Linked DNA regions of Canis lupus: region 2 is linked to region 1. Evidence: chromatin contacts called from public Hi-C data. All regions are on one chromosome and are shown on one strand. The core of a region is the stretch at or near the end of the contact, and the rest is flanking DNA. Distances in the headings are between cores, read along the strand shown. Region 1 holds the start of CAMK2D (calcium/calmodulin-dependent protein kinase type II subunit delta). Region 2 has its middle 340 kb from the start of ANK2.

Region 1 (3,366 bases), core at 318-2,817:
TGTATATCCAAGTTATCCTTTATCTTCCAGCTGCGGAAATCTGAGTCCATGATGTGATGCTAATCATGAACAAATCAGCCAGAACTACGAGGTTTTTAGGGTCCCCTGCTGTAAAACAAAGGACAGCAATTTGGAAAGACCGTTCAAAACCGTTTTGTTCTGCCTTCAAAATTGCAGATGCATAGTTTATTAAAGACAGAAGGGAGGGCCAGGGGTTGTTTCAGCGATCAGCGATTTATTTTAAATCTACTTTTTTCCTCCTATTTACTGTCTGCTAATGCTAAGGACACACTCTTGAACCGTTAAGTCGCTTACGAAGCGTACTTCCGGGTCACTGCCTAGCCAGGTCTTCGGTCATGCGAGCAGAACACGCCCGGCCGCTAGACTTCTCTTTCTTCCCTTTGCAAAACGAAACGGGCCGGAACGTGTTCACGTGATGCGAGTGACGTCAGCCCCAGCCAGGTCGCGTGACCGACACCCAACCTGCCCAGCAGCCGCCCCCGCCCCCGCCCCCGGCCCCCGCCCCCGCCGCCCGGGCCGGAGATCTCGCGAGAAGCCGCCTTACTATCAGAACTTCCTGAGCTTACGCGGGAGTTACTCTGAAGGGAGGGTGTGGCTCGCTCCTCGCTCGCTCGGGGAGTGTTTGCTTTCATTCTAGCCTTCGGCAAAGGCTGAAGCGAAGGCCTGGGGCGGGGGTTGTCTGTCAAGAGTTTGAGCGACCCGGCCTGGAAAACGGCGCGGGGGCACGTGGGCAGTGAGGTGCAGTCGCCTCACACGTGAAACGTGGCGCACGGCGGGCAGCGCCCCTCGCTAAGCCGGCTGCGGGCGGCGGCGCGGCTTCTGCAGGCCGGGCCCGGAGTCCCCGGGGGCTGTGGGAGGCCGGGACCCCGGGCGGGACGCGGCCGACTGCCCACCTCCGGCCCCCGCGGTGTCGACCCCGAGCGGAGCCGAGCGGACGCGGCCGCGGCCGCGCACGTCGCCCTCCCCCCGGGGGCACCCCCCGGCCGGCCCGCGGCTCGCCCCGCGTCGTTCCGCCGCATCCAGCCCCAGTGTCGGCAGCCGCCTGACCGCGAGGTCACCTGGGCGGCTCGCCGTGTCGCCTCACTCGCCTAAACCCTCGCCGGGCTGCTCGTTCGTACATCCTCCGCCCCCCCCGCCCCCCCCGGCCCCCCGACGGGTGTGCGCGAGCGTGAGACCCGGGGCGGAGAGCGAGGTCCGCGAAGGCGCCGGGCTGGGAGTCGCTAGAGGGAGGTGTGGGACCGGCGAGGAGGGGGCTCCGCGGAGGGAGCGCGGGGGAGGGGAGGGGAGGCGAGGGGAGGAGGCGGAGGCCCAGGCCCGCGGAGGGCCGCCCGGGCTTCGCCCCATCCGAGCGCTCTTCCTCTCGCCGCGCAGCCGCGCAGCCTCGCAGCGGAGCGGCGCGGGCCCCAGGGGCAGCGCCAGGCAGCCGAGGCGCCCGCGGGAGGCAGGCGGGCCCCGGGCGCGCACGCTCGGCCGAGCCCCGGCGCGCCCCGCGCCCCCCGCGCCCCCCGCGCCCCGCGCCCCGCGCCCCGCGCCCCCCGCGCCCGCTGACAGCTGCAGCTGGGCTCGCGCTGTCCGCTCCCGGCTCCTCGGCCTCCGCCCCCTCGGGCTCCCTCCCCTCCAGCCCGGTGCGGCTAGTTTCGCAACTGCTCGCCTCTCGCCCCGTGCCCGGCTGTTTTCCATTTCCCGGCCCCTTCTTCCCGAGTACTTCGCCCCCGGCATTTGGGGGAGAGGGGCTGGGAAGGGGCGGGTGGAGCGTCCCGCGGAGAAGGAAGCACGGGCCGGAGGAGGAGGAGGAGGAGGAGGAGGAGGAGAATCGGCGGGCCGTGGGGAGGAGACCCCACGCCACCCTTTCTGGTCATCTCCCCTCGCGCCCCGCCCCTGCGCACACTCCCTCCCGGGCGAGCTACTTTCGGACGAGGAAAGTGAGGGCGGCCCTGGGTGGCAGCGCCGCGGGGCCAGTCCCGGGGAAGCCGCGCGTCTGTTGGAGTCGCGTCCGCCGGCTCTCCCAGCCAGGGGCATAGCCCGCACCGAGAGGATGGCTTCGACCGCAACCTGCACCAGGTTCACGGACGAGTATCAGCTTTTCGAGGAGCTCGGAAAGTAAGCGCCTTTGCCCGCGTCCGCACGTCCCCTTCCCAGCAGAGGGGCGGGTAGCGTTCCCCGACCCACCGGCCTCCCGCGCGGGGCGAGGGAGCTGGGGAGACCCGAGGAGTGGGAGGAGGGCCAGTGGCGTGGCCGGCTCTGAGCAAGGTGCTGCTCTAGCAAGAGGAGGGGGACCGAGACTGGAAAAGACCCTCCACCCCGCTTGTGTGGCCCATTCCGATAATCCTCAACCCACCTTCTCCCGCCCACCCCCCCCCACCCCAACCCTCTTGCACTAGAGACTTAGTGGATTTACGATCCCTGCAGTTGTAGCTGTCATCCTGAGAAGTGTGCGAGCGTGCGTGTGTGTGTGTGTGTGTGTGGAGAGAAAACAAGAACCCGTGTAAAATGCAACATAGATCGTGTTTTCTGTAAATAGAGATGCCTCCTGGTTAGCCGGCGTGTCGCCCGTACGACCCACGTACGAACGAGAACTCCCTGCCACAGACGGTGCCATATTTATTGATGCCGAAAGTTCAACTTGGCGTGGAGTCTATTTCACGTCCAGTAGTTGTTCTGTCCAGGAAGAGGGTCACCAAAGGAACTCGACCCCCTGCCCCATATCCACTACCCTTTGCACCTAGATTATTCGCTCATCATCATCCTTCCTAGGATTTACGTGTACATCTTCGCATTCTCTGGGAGGATTTATTTATACAGGCGACGGAAAAGACCTGGAGACCGAGAGAAAGCTTGCCAAGGGTAGCCTAGCGTCCTATAAAAACGACCTCCCACGCCCCGACTGGCGGAACTCCTCGGAGAATTTAAGGAAGGGGACCAGAGACCTCCTGAGGACCTGTGTGCTTAGGGACCCAGGGGCCAAACCGTGAATGTTGGTTTATGTAGCATCCCACCCAAACCCTATTCCTCTATCGCTAGTGCCGACTATTACTTACGAAAGGGGTGCGTTTATGTGTATGTATGTATGTATGTTTTATACAATTGAATTCAAGAAACTGTAATTATCTTTTAAACGTAATGACAAGTATATCCTTACATATTTATATGTTGTCTGCTGTTAAAACATGGAGACTATGTCGGAAGAGCAGCTTAATTCAAATCTCACCCTTCCCCCAGCTCAAAAGAGGGCACAGAGAAATCACCGTATCAGGACTTATTAAACCACACAAATGTTCCCAAGATTTCTATTTTAGTGAAAACAATCGCCATATTTACTTGGAGCCACATTAATTTTTTTTTTCT
Region 2 (3,029 bases), core at 407-2,906, 370 kb after region 1:
AAAACTTTTTTTTTTTTCTTTTCACCATGCGTTGGCAGGTCCAGATATTTGCAGAACACATTTCTTCCAGGACACATGCCATGCTACCACATGAAAAGTCAGCCATCAGGGCAAAGCCTTTCCACCCACCCTGGAACCATGTGGAAAAGTCAGAGAAGAAAGCCCAATTTGAGCTCTGAATCTATGCTTAATCCTATTTTATTTTTACTTACCAAAATAAAGCTGATAATAACTCCAAAACTTTCCCCATCTCGGTAAGAACGCACGAGAGAGAGGATGTGATTCACCATTGCCCTCAGACCTCACTCCAGGCAGAGGAATGGGTAATTAAGGAAGAAGATTAACTTCCTCATACATATTTCAGATTTGGTTTATAAAAATTATTTCAAAAATTCATTTTTGAATTTTTTTATTTATTGAGTTTGTTATTGATCAAATTCAGGGTTTCCTGTGAATATCACTAGAGATGATAAGGCATGTGATACATGAGGCCAAAATATAAGTTCAGAACTCCCAGATTATGGTGAGATAAACGGGGTAGGAACAAAGTTTTTAAATCACACGTGTGATTCAGGGCTTATGTTGCGATTATTTAAAGGAAAGGAAGAACATTCAAACATCAACCAAATTTTCTAAATAAATATTTATGAGCCACAACAGTTCCTAATGCCATATAAAGCCCCAGACTGATTTTTTTTTGAAATGGGAAAGCATCCCAATTGTAGGGTCTCCTTTTCCATGTATAATAACTAAAAGTATATAAATATTTTTACTGATTTTGTTACATAAATAAAAAGGATTTCTGAAAAATATCAAAACAAAGTTTCAAAAAAAATTATTTCAGTGGGTCATCAGACACATTAGAGAGAAAATATTTTTTCTCTGTGGAATTTTACTAAATTGGAGCAGATAATAGATAAGCAATTTATTTTGCTTATGATTTATTTTACAATATTTACTATTTTGTTATTTGAAAGAGAAATACATTTTCCAGGCAGAGAACTTGGAAAACACAGAAAATATAGAGAAAAAGATTGAGCTAATTCTTGTACTCAGGTAACTATTGTCCACCTAGCCCTTTCTCCATGGGTGTGTGAGAATGTGTGAACACATGAAACTGTGTGTGTGTGTATGTGTGTGTGTGTGTGTGTGTGTCAGATGCTAAATTTCCTCCTGACTCAGAGTTTAGAGCTTTCAGAGCCCAAAGGTCAACAACTATAGGTGTTTGACTACCGTCTTTGCAAGACAGGCTGTTTGTGAAACCAGTTTGGCAGCTCCAGCTCATCACTTACTTTGCAAGAATCTAACCGGGAGAAAGTAGGGGAAAAGCCAGGCCTGTTGATGTGGAGTACTTTGCAGAGACTGCTGATGTCCTGTGAATTCCTCTTTCACTCCCCAGCTAAGCATGTGGAGCTTCAGGGAAGCCACTTGCAAAAATAAGCGCAAGTCCTCAGAGTTGGGGAGGTTGACCTGGGAGGTCTAAAGCGCTCTCTGGTGGCAGAGCAAAGGGAAGAAACAGCTCTGCTCTAGCAGGCCCTGAATTTTTAAATATTAACAGGGCAAGAATACACAAGAGCCAGTGGACAAGAAAAGGTGACTGGCTTTGAGTTGCTGGAGGACTCATTATGAGGGCATGGCAGAGAGAGGTGGCCCCCCAGCGCCCAGACTATTGGTAGCTGGGGCTGTGGGAGTGGTTAGCAAGTGGCCAGTGAAGGACTTCAGAGATGGGACCCTCAGTTAGAGGGAGAGAAGGATGGAGGCAGGGCTGCAGGCCACATCTCTCTCTCTCTCTCTCTCTCTCTCTCTCTCTCTCTCACACACACACACACACACATACGCACACACACACACATAGCACAGCACAGAAGACCAACCTATACTTCTTAATCCCTCTTAGTTTTTTTCCAAAGCATTAGTTATGTATATTCGTGTCTGTATGTGCATTTCTCCTTTGCTGAATAACATTTTACTCCACGTACTAGTAACACTCATTTAAAATTCTCAGCTATATGTAAACACATTTTTGTATGAACACATTTATAAACACACATATAAACACATTTTTAAAGACTACTGTCAGCTTTATTTTAACCAACCTTGACCTTGGTAAACTATATTCTATTTCCAATAACTTTATTTTCAAAATGTTTAATCCTGATAACACGATCAGTATCTCTTTTTCTTTCCAGTGTGTAAGGACCTCATTCCTAGACCACATTCCTAATGTCTCCTGTCTGTACCCCTAACCTCATTCTACCCAGCACTTTCCAGATCAAATAACTGCTGTAGTTATACATGACCAACCACATAACATCCAAACTTCACAGCTTGGCATTCAAGACCTTCTGTAATTTAACTAAAAAAAAAAAAAATCTTTTCAGATTTACTTCACTATTCACCAAAACTTCTCTGTCAGGGAAACCCGGCTATTCACACTCCCTGCATATGCTTTGCACATTCTCTTTTCCCTGCTGTGCTTATACATTTCTCCAGGCTCTTCTCCACCTTTCTAGGAATGTTAGTTGAACATTTTAGTTTGAAAAGACAGTGACAAAGAGAAAGAGCATGAGTGCCTGAGAGGGAATGTATTTTGGGGGGCATGGCAGATTCTAGTGAAGTTTTTTTTTTAATTAAGCTAGAAAAAGTGTAAGCATATTTATAGTCAAGGAGGGAGAACTTCATGTCTCAGAGAGATAGAAGAACTGCGATGAGATAGGATGCTATCAAAAATGTAGGTCAATGAGGGAGATTGCTACTTATAGAAGTGTGGGAGGTTGAAGTACATTGAAGACATTGATTCCATATATCTTTGTAAACAGAAGGGCATCCATTTTAGAAAGACATTTCACCTAAAGTACCACAGCTTTAATGGAACCTGATGCAAAGACAAGTTTAAAACAAACAAAAACTAGCAGAGCTGACCCAAAGGCATAAAATGATTATCCACCAGGTACAATCCCTGGCTTGAATCCTGAGCACCTGTGAGGAGAAACAATCTAGTTTTAGAATCAGCAAGAATGTTTTCAATC

The links. Hi-C and Micro-C count contacts between places; a contact is called where the count stands out from the background.
Region 2: a Hi-C map of skin fibroblasts shows a contact between it and region 1, with 4 times the contacts expected there. The contact joins the enhancer-like site here to the promoter of CAMK2D in region 1. A contact is called at or near these places in 3 of 9 Hi-C or Micro-C datasets (amygdala, skin fibroblasts and tumor fibroblasts).

Annotation. Positions count from the first base shown.
Region 1 is chr32:6,361,224-6,364,589 of UU_Cfam_GSD_1.0, forward strand. It overlaps CAMK2D (calcium/calmodulin-dependent protein kinase type II subunit delta), which reads left to right and starts at 1,568. Exons shown (of 22, transcript XM_038581789.1): 1 at 1,568-2,121. The coding sequence starts at 2,057.
Region 2 is chr32:6,731,050-6,734,078 of UU_Cfam_GSD_1.0, forward strand. No RefSeq gene overlaps it. Among named protein-coding and RNA genes, the nearest start is that of ANK2, 340 kb to the right of the region's middle. Within about 2 kb of position 1,657, at least 3 of the 20 cell types and tissues checked have an H3K27ac peak or open chromatin away from gene starts, as enhancers often do.